Linked DNA regions of Gossypium hirsutum: region 2 is linked to region 1. The links are chromatin contacts, called in public Hi-C maps. All regions are on one chromosome and are shown on one strand. Each heading gives the region's core, a stretch centred on a gene start, on an enhancer-like site or on the middle of the called end of the contact. The rest is flanking DNA. Distances are from core to core; before and after follow the strand shown. Region 1 holds the start of LOC107896765 (T-complex protein 1 subunit alpha). Region 2 holds the start of LOC107924086 (formin-like protein 2).

What was found. A called contact is a pair of places that touch in the nucleus more often than the background predicts.
Region 2: a contact with region 1 is called in a Hi-C map of leaf, with 3 times the contacts expected there. The contact joins the promoter of LOC107924086 here to the promoter of LOC107896765 in region 1. A contact is called at or near these places in 8 of 34 Hi-C or Micro-C datasets (anther, callus, leaf and 1 more).

Annotation. Positions count from the first base shown.
Region 1 is chrA10:82,107,448-82,112,067 of Gossypium_hirsutum_v2.1, reverse strand. LOC107896765 (T-complex protein 1 subunit alpha) reads left to right here and starts at 1,277. Exons shown (of 17, transcript XM_016822032.2): 1 at 1,277-1,523; 2 at 1,630-1,694; 3 at 1,883-1,972; 4 at 2,070-2,156; 5 at 2,277-2,336; 6 at 2,438-2,488; 7 at 2,655-2,750; 8 at 3,082-3,147; 9 at 3,276-3,493; 10 at 3,688-3,784; 11 at 3,874-3,960. The coding sequence starts at 1,451.
Region 2 is chrA10:82,314,710-82,319,563 of Gossypium_hirsutum_v2.1, reverse strand. It overlaps LOC107924086 (formin-like protein 2), which reads right to left and starts at 3,028. Exons shown (of 4, transcript XM_016854363.2): 1 at 1,149-3,028; 2 at 755-954; 3 at 1-131. The coding sequence starts at 2,635.

The DNA.
Region 1 (4,620 bases), core at 28-2,527:
TTCCGATAGAAAGTCTAGGAAGGTTTTCACAGGCGCCATTATTGGCATTTACCAAGCTTTCATCATTCTCCTTAAGAAAATACTCTATTGCAGAATTAGCTTACCTTCCATATCGCATCAAGTTCTTTTGTTTTCTTCCGGAACCAATATAAGAATTCCAATTATATATCATCCATGTTTTCACCATGGGAAGAAATATGAGCACTGCACTATTCCCGTGTGGGTTTGGGGCGGCAATATAGTGTATTTAATTTACTTTTTGTCTCACGCTACAATATTGCTATAATATCTAATTTCACCGTTATCGCTGTTTTTACACTAATCACATATAAACCCACCACCTATTCAAACTCACCCTTAGCTTCTCCTTTACTTGCTCTATTACGTTGAACCTCTGTTTTGCTAGTGCTTTTGATACTGTTTTTAGGTTTTAGAAATGTCCCAAATCTCCTAGAAATTTGTTGTTAAAAGTTGCTTTTTTATTAATAGGTATTTTTCTACAGTTATATTATTATTATTATCAGACAACACTTTCCTAATCCTAACTTAAGCCATAGGGCATAGACAATTCATTCAAAGTATATGTCCTTTTTCATTCAGAGACTTGTTTGAATGATGCTTTTAGATTGTTTTCTTAACGAAAATGATGGAAGTTTAAAAATTATAATGTGAATGTGAACATCAATATTTATTATTAGTATTAAATTTTTTTTGGCAACCTGTATTACTGTAGTGTATATATATGATTTGATAATTTACTATTTTGAAAAAAAAAACATATTTTAGCAATTTAAAAATTTTCAGAATATTATTATTATTATTATTATTTGTTATAAAATTTAAATTTTTAATATATTTTTTGATTTCTATAAACTATTTTAAATTTTGATAATTTTTCCGAGAATAATTAATTTACTCATTTTGATATTTACACTAATTTACTTTTAAGATTATTCAATTTTTCGAGTTTAAAATATTTACTCAAATTAATTAAAAAAATATTACTTATTTTAATTAATTAAAAAAATCAAATAAATTAAATAACTTCATTCTATTATCTCAAAAATTAAAAAAAATTAAGTTGTTCCTGCAAGAAAGTAAAATTTGAACTTAGAAGGGGGCTTTAGGTAAGGAAAAGAATTTCGAGCTACGGGCTTTCTCTAAGGCTAATTCTTTGGAGATTGGGCCTTGAAAAATGAGAGCTTAGGTAATTATATTGGGTCGTTAACACACGACGCCGTTTAACAACATTTAACAATATCAAAACATTGTAGTAGAAAGTGTAGAACCCTAACGATTTGAACATTCTCGACTCACTCTTCCCACTTCTTTGAAGTCTTTCTGCAAATCCCTTTCTTCCCCTACTTCACCTTCTCCCCTCAGATCCCGATCTAGGGTTTCGCCGCCAATTCTTTTTTCGCATTTCGATCGCTCTTTTTTCTTACCTTAAATGGCGATTGCAGCACAAGCTCCAGATATTCTCGGCGAGCGTCAATCTGGTCAGGATGTTCGCACTCAAAACGGTACCTTCTCTCACTCACTCACTCCCGTATATTTCCTCTTTCGTGCGTCATTTATTTACAAATGTTTATTTTCTTTTCGTTTTTCATTTGGGGGGCTTTTCGACAGTGATGGCGTGTCAAGCAGTTGCCAACATTGTTAAATCCTCACTCGGCCCGGTTGGACTCGACAAGGTATCTCCGCTAGTTTCTATTTAAATGCCGAATGAAATCGCGCTTGCTTTCGCTTTAGTTTTGTATTCGTTTGCTGTTTTTAGAACAATTATTGTTAGAAATGAAGTAGTTATAGTTTTAATTTTAGTTGCGAGGTCGTGCTAGTGATGTTGCATTTGCTTTAATGTTTTATTGTTTGATTATTTCAGATGCTTGTTGATGACATTGGTGATGTAACGATTACTAATGATGGTGCTACGATCCTGAAGATGTTGGAAGTAGAGCATCCAGCTGCCAAGGTCGACAAATAGCTGCATTTTGCATGTTACTGATAAGACTTTTACTGTTGGCAAGTGACATCACCTGCTGTAATATATTTGAAATCTCCTTTGGCAGGTACTTGTAGAGTTGGCTGAGCTTCAAGATCGGGAAGTTGGTGATGGAACAACCTCTGTTGTTATTGTGGCGGCAGAATTTCTCAAGGTAATTGCATCTGTTCCTCTACAGGATTTGATCCATGCATAGAACATTCATTTTAGACTGAGTTTTCTTTTTAAGAATCTTACTTATTTGGTGATATGTGATTTTCTTGCAATTTTACAGAGAGCAAACGATCTGGTTAGGAATAAAATTCACCCAACATCTATAATTAGCGGCTTCAGAGTGAGTAACTTTATCTGTCTAGCAGAGTCACGTTTTTTTGGTTTAGAATATATCCATGTGGTAGAATCTGAACATGTTTTTGGATTCTTTTGTTTGTGCAGCTAGCAATGAGGGAAGCATGCAAATATGTAGAAGAAAAGTTGGCCGTGAAAGTAAGCATCTTATTGAGCACCGTTTGAAAAGTGATTGAATATGACCTTATATATTGTAAAGTATGAAGTTTTTAAAAATTGATTGAATTTTATTCAGTAGATATTTATTATTGCAATGTTATATAGCTTTGGTTCCTTTTATTCATCCTATGTTTTTCTTTACTAGGTTGAGAAGCTTGGGAAAGATTCTCTAGTAAACTGTGCCAAGACGAGTATGTCCTCAAAGCTCATAGCTGGTGACAGTGACTTCTTCGCTAATTTGGTATGATTATTGCCTCAGTTAAGTAATTAGATTTTTCAACTCTCCGCAATCTGGCAACTGGTTTAATCAATATATTTACCCTTTCTTTTTCCTGACCTACTTAATTCTTTTTCATAAACATTTCAAACATATATCTGTAACTTTCATTCCCCTTCCCACAGCAAGGTTTTCTGGTTTCAGCAGTAATGATTCTATATTTTCAATTTTTACTATATCTTATTTCCTTGTTGTAGTCATCAAATGTTTTCGTTCCTATCTTTTATGAGATGCAAGGGATCAAACCTGGGTAAGGTTGTCTGTTTAGCTCGTATATTGATTTTGTTATATACAGGTTGTAGAAGCAGTTTTGGCAGTAAAGATGACCAATGCACGAGGAGAAGTCAGATACCCAATCAAGGTAGGTATTTTAAAATATTTCATATTAAAGGTCCTTGTTTGAGCTCATGCTGTGAGAGATTGTACATTGTCTTTAATTGGACCTTCATTTAGTTGTTTTATGTCATTAATTCCTTTTTCTTATTTCAGGGAATTAATGTTTTAAAAGCACATGGAAAAAGTGCCAGAGATAGCTACCTGCTGAATGGGTATGCGTTGAACACTGGCCGTGCTGCACAAGGAATGCCCTTAAGAGTTTCCCCTGCCAAGATTGCTTGTCTTGATTTTAATCTGCAGAAGACAAAAATGCAGTTAGGAGTCCAAGTCTTGGTCACCGATCCTAGGGAGCTGGAGAAAATTCGTCAAAGGTGATAAGTCGTAAAGCTGTTAACTTGTTTGCAGAGTCATGTTTGCAGCTTCCCTTGGTGTTTTATTATTTTTATTTTTCTGGTCTGAAATATGTAGAAGTTCATCAGATTATCTAGAACATGCCTATGGTAAATATTAAAGCAGACATTCATATACATTAAATGTGGCACTGACGACATCTATATCTCAACAGAGAAGCTGATATGACAAAAGAACGTATTGAGAAACTTCTGAAAGCTGGAGCAAATGTTGTTCTGACTACAAAAGGGATAGATGACATGGCACTCAAGGCAAGTTTCCTTTGTATTTGTTTTTCTCCAACTGCTTACTTTCTATTTTTTCTTTCATTTTCTTCCTAAAATCTTTATTGCTTCATCAGTATTTTGTGGAGGCAGGAGCTATTGCTGTGAGACGTGTCCGAAAAGAGGATATGCGCCATGTTGCTAAGGCAACTGGTGCAACCATGGTACATTCCTACTCAGCTTAGAAATGATAATTATGTCATAACCATATAAGTTTTGCATGCTTTGTGCTACGGTATAACTCATATTCATGTTCTTTCCAGTGCCGAATTGATTGATGGTTATGATTAATAATCAATCCCTTTTCTATGAAGCACCACTGTTATTAGGGCACGAGGCACGCTCTATGTGCTACCTTTAGGTGCTAAGCACAAAAAAAGAAGCTAGCTGAGTGAAGTGCAATATGTATATGTGCGCTTTTCTATGTTTTTATATGTATGGCATAAGATATATTATAAACTCTAAAGTCTGATCTATATCTACAAAACATGCAAATTTTTTATAGGTCAATATGCATGATTTTCTTGTGGTCTCTGTCTGCTGTTGAATGCTCAAATATTGAGAAGTACAAAGTTTAATTCTATCCCTTTCTTGTTAGTAAAGGAGAAATAATGAAAAAGTCAAAAATAAAATTAAGTAAAGAGAACATCAATTAGGTGGGCCGTTTCATGCCTATTGCCTTACAAAGACATGGCTAGGCACACCAGTGATGCGCCTGATAAATGGGCCTTGACCGAACAGGTCTGAGTTGCTTTTGTTGTCTGGTGCTAAGGCGCTAGGTGGAGGTGTGCCTAGGTGCACTCCCTGACAATGCTGTGAAGGAC
Region 2 (4,854 bases), core at 1,779-4,278, 210 kb before region 1:
GAATTTCTCGGCAGGACCTAGCTTAAAAGGGGATTCATCGTTTAACTCCTTCAGTTTATGCTCTTCTTCTTTGGTTGGAGCCATCTTTAATAAGCTTTCCAAGAGCTCAATCCCAAGAGTGTCTGAATTGCCTGTTCGCAAAGGGAGATAAAGCAGTTTAGATATTGAATGGCAGGCAAGGATGGGGAGGGAAACGAGGTAAAGATGAAGCAGGCAATGGTGCAAAGAGAAAAACTTGGTTGTCCCTTCCAGAATATATATTTGCAACTGTAGTTTGAAAGGCAATAAAGTATATAGAGTTCTGATCTATAAATAGCAAGATTTTCAGCAATTATGAACTGCATGAATTGCACCATATTTTCTCCGCGGATTGCCACCTCAACCACATCAAAATGTATAGTGAAGTGGACAACAGACAGCAAGTGGGTGACACCATAGAAACCTATGCTACACGAGGTGCAGTTTTGACGAGAGTCGAGACCTCCTAAGTTGGGAAAGACTATTCATTTAAATCATGAATTACTGCAGTTAGTCTCAGTTTTTATTTATGAGCGCTTGGTTTGAATGCCGAACTCAATATTTTATGGTTACAGTGCAACTAAATCATTTCGAGACCAGAGTTCTTATGCACTGGAACATGTCTCTAGACTCTAGAGAGCATCTTAATTTCTTGTCAAGGAAAAAATAATATTTCTCCTTTATTGATCTATCTTTTACAGATCAATTGTATTTTCTATGAAAATGAAAGGATTACCTTCCATAAGTGCTTCACAGACTTCATCAATGGTCACATTTAGTGCCCTCAATAAAATGGCAATGTTCTGCGATTTCTTTGGATCAAGCACGCGATTTTCCTGATTCACGGCAGCCAGAATCGGCTTGCGGGCATTATCTTTAGTGGCCAAATTTGAATTATTCACCATAAACAGTGTCTCAATCATTTCCTCATTCAATCTGCAAGCATCATTATAGCATTCTACAACTTCAAAAAAAACCATTGAAAAAGCAATAAATAGACATTACATAGACATAAAAGTAATTCAATGCCAAAAGAAGAATAAACTATAAGCAAACTAGATAATATTATTACGACAACATGGCTCACAGCACCAAACTAATTAAGTAAAAGAGGGAAGTGGGTATCTCACTGAAAAGAACTTGCTTTTATCTGATCCCACACCATGGCCCGATCCGAACTCGCTCTAACTTTATCCCAATGTAAAGGCTTGAGTTTGGGTTTTAAGGTCTCTTCGCTCCTCCCTAAGCCTTCATTGTTCTCCGACTGCCCATTTCCCACCATTGGCCTAGAAGGAGCAACAAGTACCGGAGGCCCCCTAGAATTAGTCTCCGAAACAGAGTTCACTGCCACAGGAACCTCCCAAAAACGCGACGGAGGAAGCGGAGGAGGTGGCGGCGGTATCTTTTTAAGCACAACCATCGATGGAGATTCCTTGTTCTGCCCCGAAAGACTTGAGCCTCTATCCGGTGAATCCCTATCTGAACACGACGAGGATGAAGGAGGAGTTGAAGATGGGGTTTTTACTCTCACAGTATAAATGGGAACAACAGTATCTGGAGACTTGGATCTCTGACTCGAAGGGCTTGAGTTCAAGAATGAATTTGAAAGTGAACGACAGGTAGATAAAGGGTAAGAAGCTGTTCTTGAGTTGAAGCTTCGGCTGCCAAAATTCTCACCATGAAATTCCCTTCTTGAACTTGATTCTATTCTTACTGATGGAGGTGGACTCTCTCTTCTACCAGGAGACCCTCCTGGCGAAAAAAACTCATCTTCTTCATCTTCAACATCGTTCTCAAAACTACCCATTTGTTCATTTTGGAGAAACTGTTCTCCACTTTGGAAAGTTTGGACTTTTGGCAATGGTGGCAATGGATTCAGTTCTGGAGAGCCAAGCTTTTGATACGGAGAAGATGGACCTCCCAACTTGCTACCTCCATTGCTAGAGAGGATAACTTTTTGTGGGTCGACTGTAGAGTTTACAAGTGTTCCTAAGAAAAGAAACTCGGAGCTGCGGTTGGTTGAGACATAGCGGGGCGGTTGTTGTGCTGGAGGTGGAGCTGGTGGCTTTTGGGAGGCATCCGAGGGAGGAATGTTGGGAGGGAATAAGCGCATTGAGTCTGAAAGGGAAGCTTTATCGTCGGAGTTGGAAGTGTTGTTGTGGTGGTGGTTACGATGGCGGAAGAAGAGGGTGAGGGCGACGATAGCGAGGATGACAGCGGCCGCAAGGAGGGCGGAGGAGAGGGAGATGAGGACGATGTGCCGGCGGTGGGACGAGGGTGAGGGAGAGTCAGGTACGAGCAGGGAGGATATGTTGGCGGGAAAAGTTAGTACCACGGAGGGTGGCGGAGGAGAAGGAAATGAAGGAAAGAAAGGCTTTTGAGGAGTGGAAGGGGGAGTGGTGGAGAAAGGATATTTGGGTGGTTGTTGCTGGCTGTGATAAGGCGCCGGTTGCGGCTCGGGGAATACGGTAGAGCTAGGAGGATAGATGGGTGGGGAGGAAGTATAAGGGAAGAAAGGCTGGTGGAGCAGACGGCGGTGGCAAGTGAAGCAAGTGGCGGTTGTGGTGGCGGAGAGGAAGAGGAGAAGGAGGAGGTGGGTCACGGTGGTTATCGGCATTCTTGATTTTTGAATAAAAAATTGAGATGATCAGATTGAAACAAAAGAAGAGAAAAGCTAAATTTGTTTGCAGATTAACAGCATTTTGAACAAAAATCCAACCTTTTCAATGTAAAACAGTCAATGATAATAAGAGTGAATATAGAGAGAAAGAAGATTGTGAAGCAGGAGGCAGACATGGGAAACTTAAGAGGGAAGTAGACAAAGTCAAGAAATGTATTTGAAGAAGATAACACAACGCAAGAGGTTAAAAATCTCTGACAGACAGCGATTTCCCATTATTGGGATTTCCCCATCATTTCTGTTTTTATTTTTTATTTTTATTTTTTTTTGAGATTCTTCATTCTTGCAACTCTATCCTCCGCCTTTTCTTTCGTTCGACTCTCTGTGACTCTCTTTGAACGAAAAAGAAAAACACCAAAAACTATCGAGCTTTTTAAATGCGTTACTATAATTTTGGCTATTATACTAATAAACCACTTAAACTACTATATCTATAATCTATAATTATATATTAAACAACACACCCTTTTTTTTGCACTTTAATTTTTTACCTTTATATTTTTATAATATTTTTATAATATAATTAATATCATTAATTTTTAATTAAAATGTCATGTAGTTATATATAATTTAAAAATAGATTTATAAATTTAAAAAATAAAAGGATTAAATTCGTAAAAATAAAAATAGGAAGATTAAATTACAAATATACAAAGTATAGAGACTTAAAGTTATGATTTTTTTAACCAGATTGAATCAGTACGGGTATCGATTCAAAGAGACGCATTAGACTAGTTGACCTGCAAATTGATATGAATCGATTGAATTGATTTTTTTAAAAAATATTCTTTTTCTTTTTAATTATTTATTCAATCAAACCATACAAACCAGTGGCCTGACCAGTTTGACCACTAATCTAGTTCTGGAAATTTTACTTAGTATATATTAATTTTTAAAATTTTACTCTATAATTTTATATAAATAAATAATCAACCCAACGAGAAGCGTAGGTAAAATATACTAGTATTATTTAAATAACCCTTTAAATCATTTTTTGTTAACATTTATCCTATATTTTTTTCTCTATAAAAGTTATTGATTTTGATATTAAAGTAAAATTATTTTGAATTTTTAAACTAATTTGCATGCTAATGTTTCCCGTTGAATGGACTTTGCCTCCCACTAAATTATGCAATTTCAAGCCTTTGTTAGAAGCTTACCAGGGTACCAAGACGCAATTCAATAATATGCGGAAGGGGACCTCGTAGTTGTGCTCAGGGATATCACTCTCCGGAAGGTGTTTAAGGATAGGTTTGGATAGGCAGTGGGGTGCAGTGCGTTTAGCTTACTTTTTGTCTCACACTACAGTATCTAGTGTAACGCCCCCACGCCCGAGACCGTCGCGGGAGTCGAGTATGAGGTGTTACTAAGCTTAATTTAACATTTTTAGAACTTTGGATTATTTGTTTCTACATTCACAGCTTTTAAGCTACTTGCGTCACAGTCACAAGAAAAATCATATCTTGAGTTACGAAACTCGAAATCAAGATCCGTAAATTTTCCCTGAATCTAGACTCATATACCTATCTACTAATTTTTTTATAAAATTTTTGGTTGGGCCAATTAGTACAGTTTATTAGTTAAAGTTACCCCTGTTTCAGGACTTGACTGGTCTGACCTCTGTTTACTACGAACCACTTTTCTATCTGTAAAAAATTCATATGACTATGAGGTTTGTTTCTCCTAAAACTAGACTCAATAAGGATTCTGAGAATATAAAATACACTACCTAATTATATCTTTAAAATTTATGGTGAATTTCTAAAGTTGGAACAGGGGATTCAGAAACTGCTATGACCCTGTTTCACTAAAATTCAAATATCTTGTAACATATAATTCCTTTACCTGTTTCATTTGTTTCATGTGAAACTAGACATAATAAGCTTCAATTTGATATGTAGTCCATCACCAAGTTCAATTTCTATGATTTTTAGTAAATTTTTAAATTCCCGTCAGTGTTGCTGCAGTATTCTGTTTATGGCAAATTTCATCCCTTTTATGAGTTTTTATGCACTAAGTATCTTAATAATTTTCCTTAACATCAAATATAATCTAAACTAACTATTTTCATAATTTATCATTATCAAGCATTTCCTCAACCATTCCATCACCATACCATAAGATCATTTACACAAAAAAGGTATATTGCTATACAT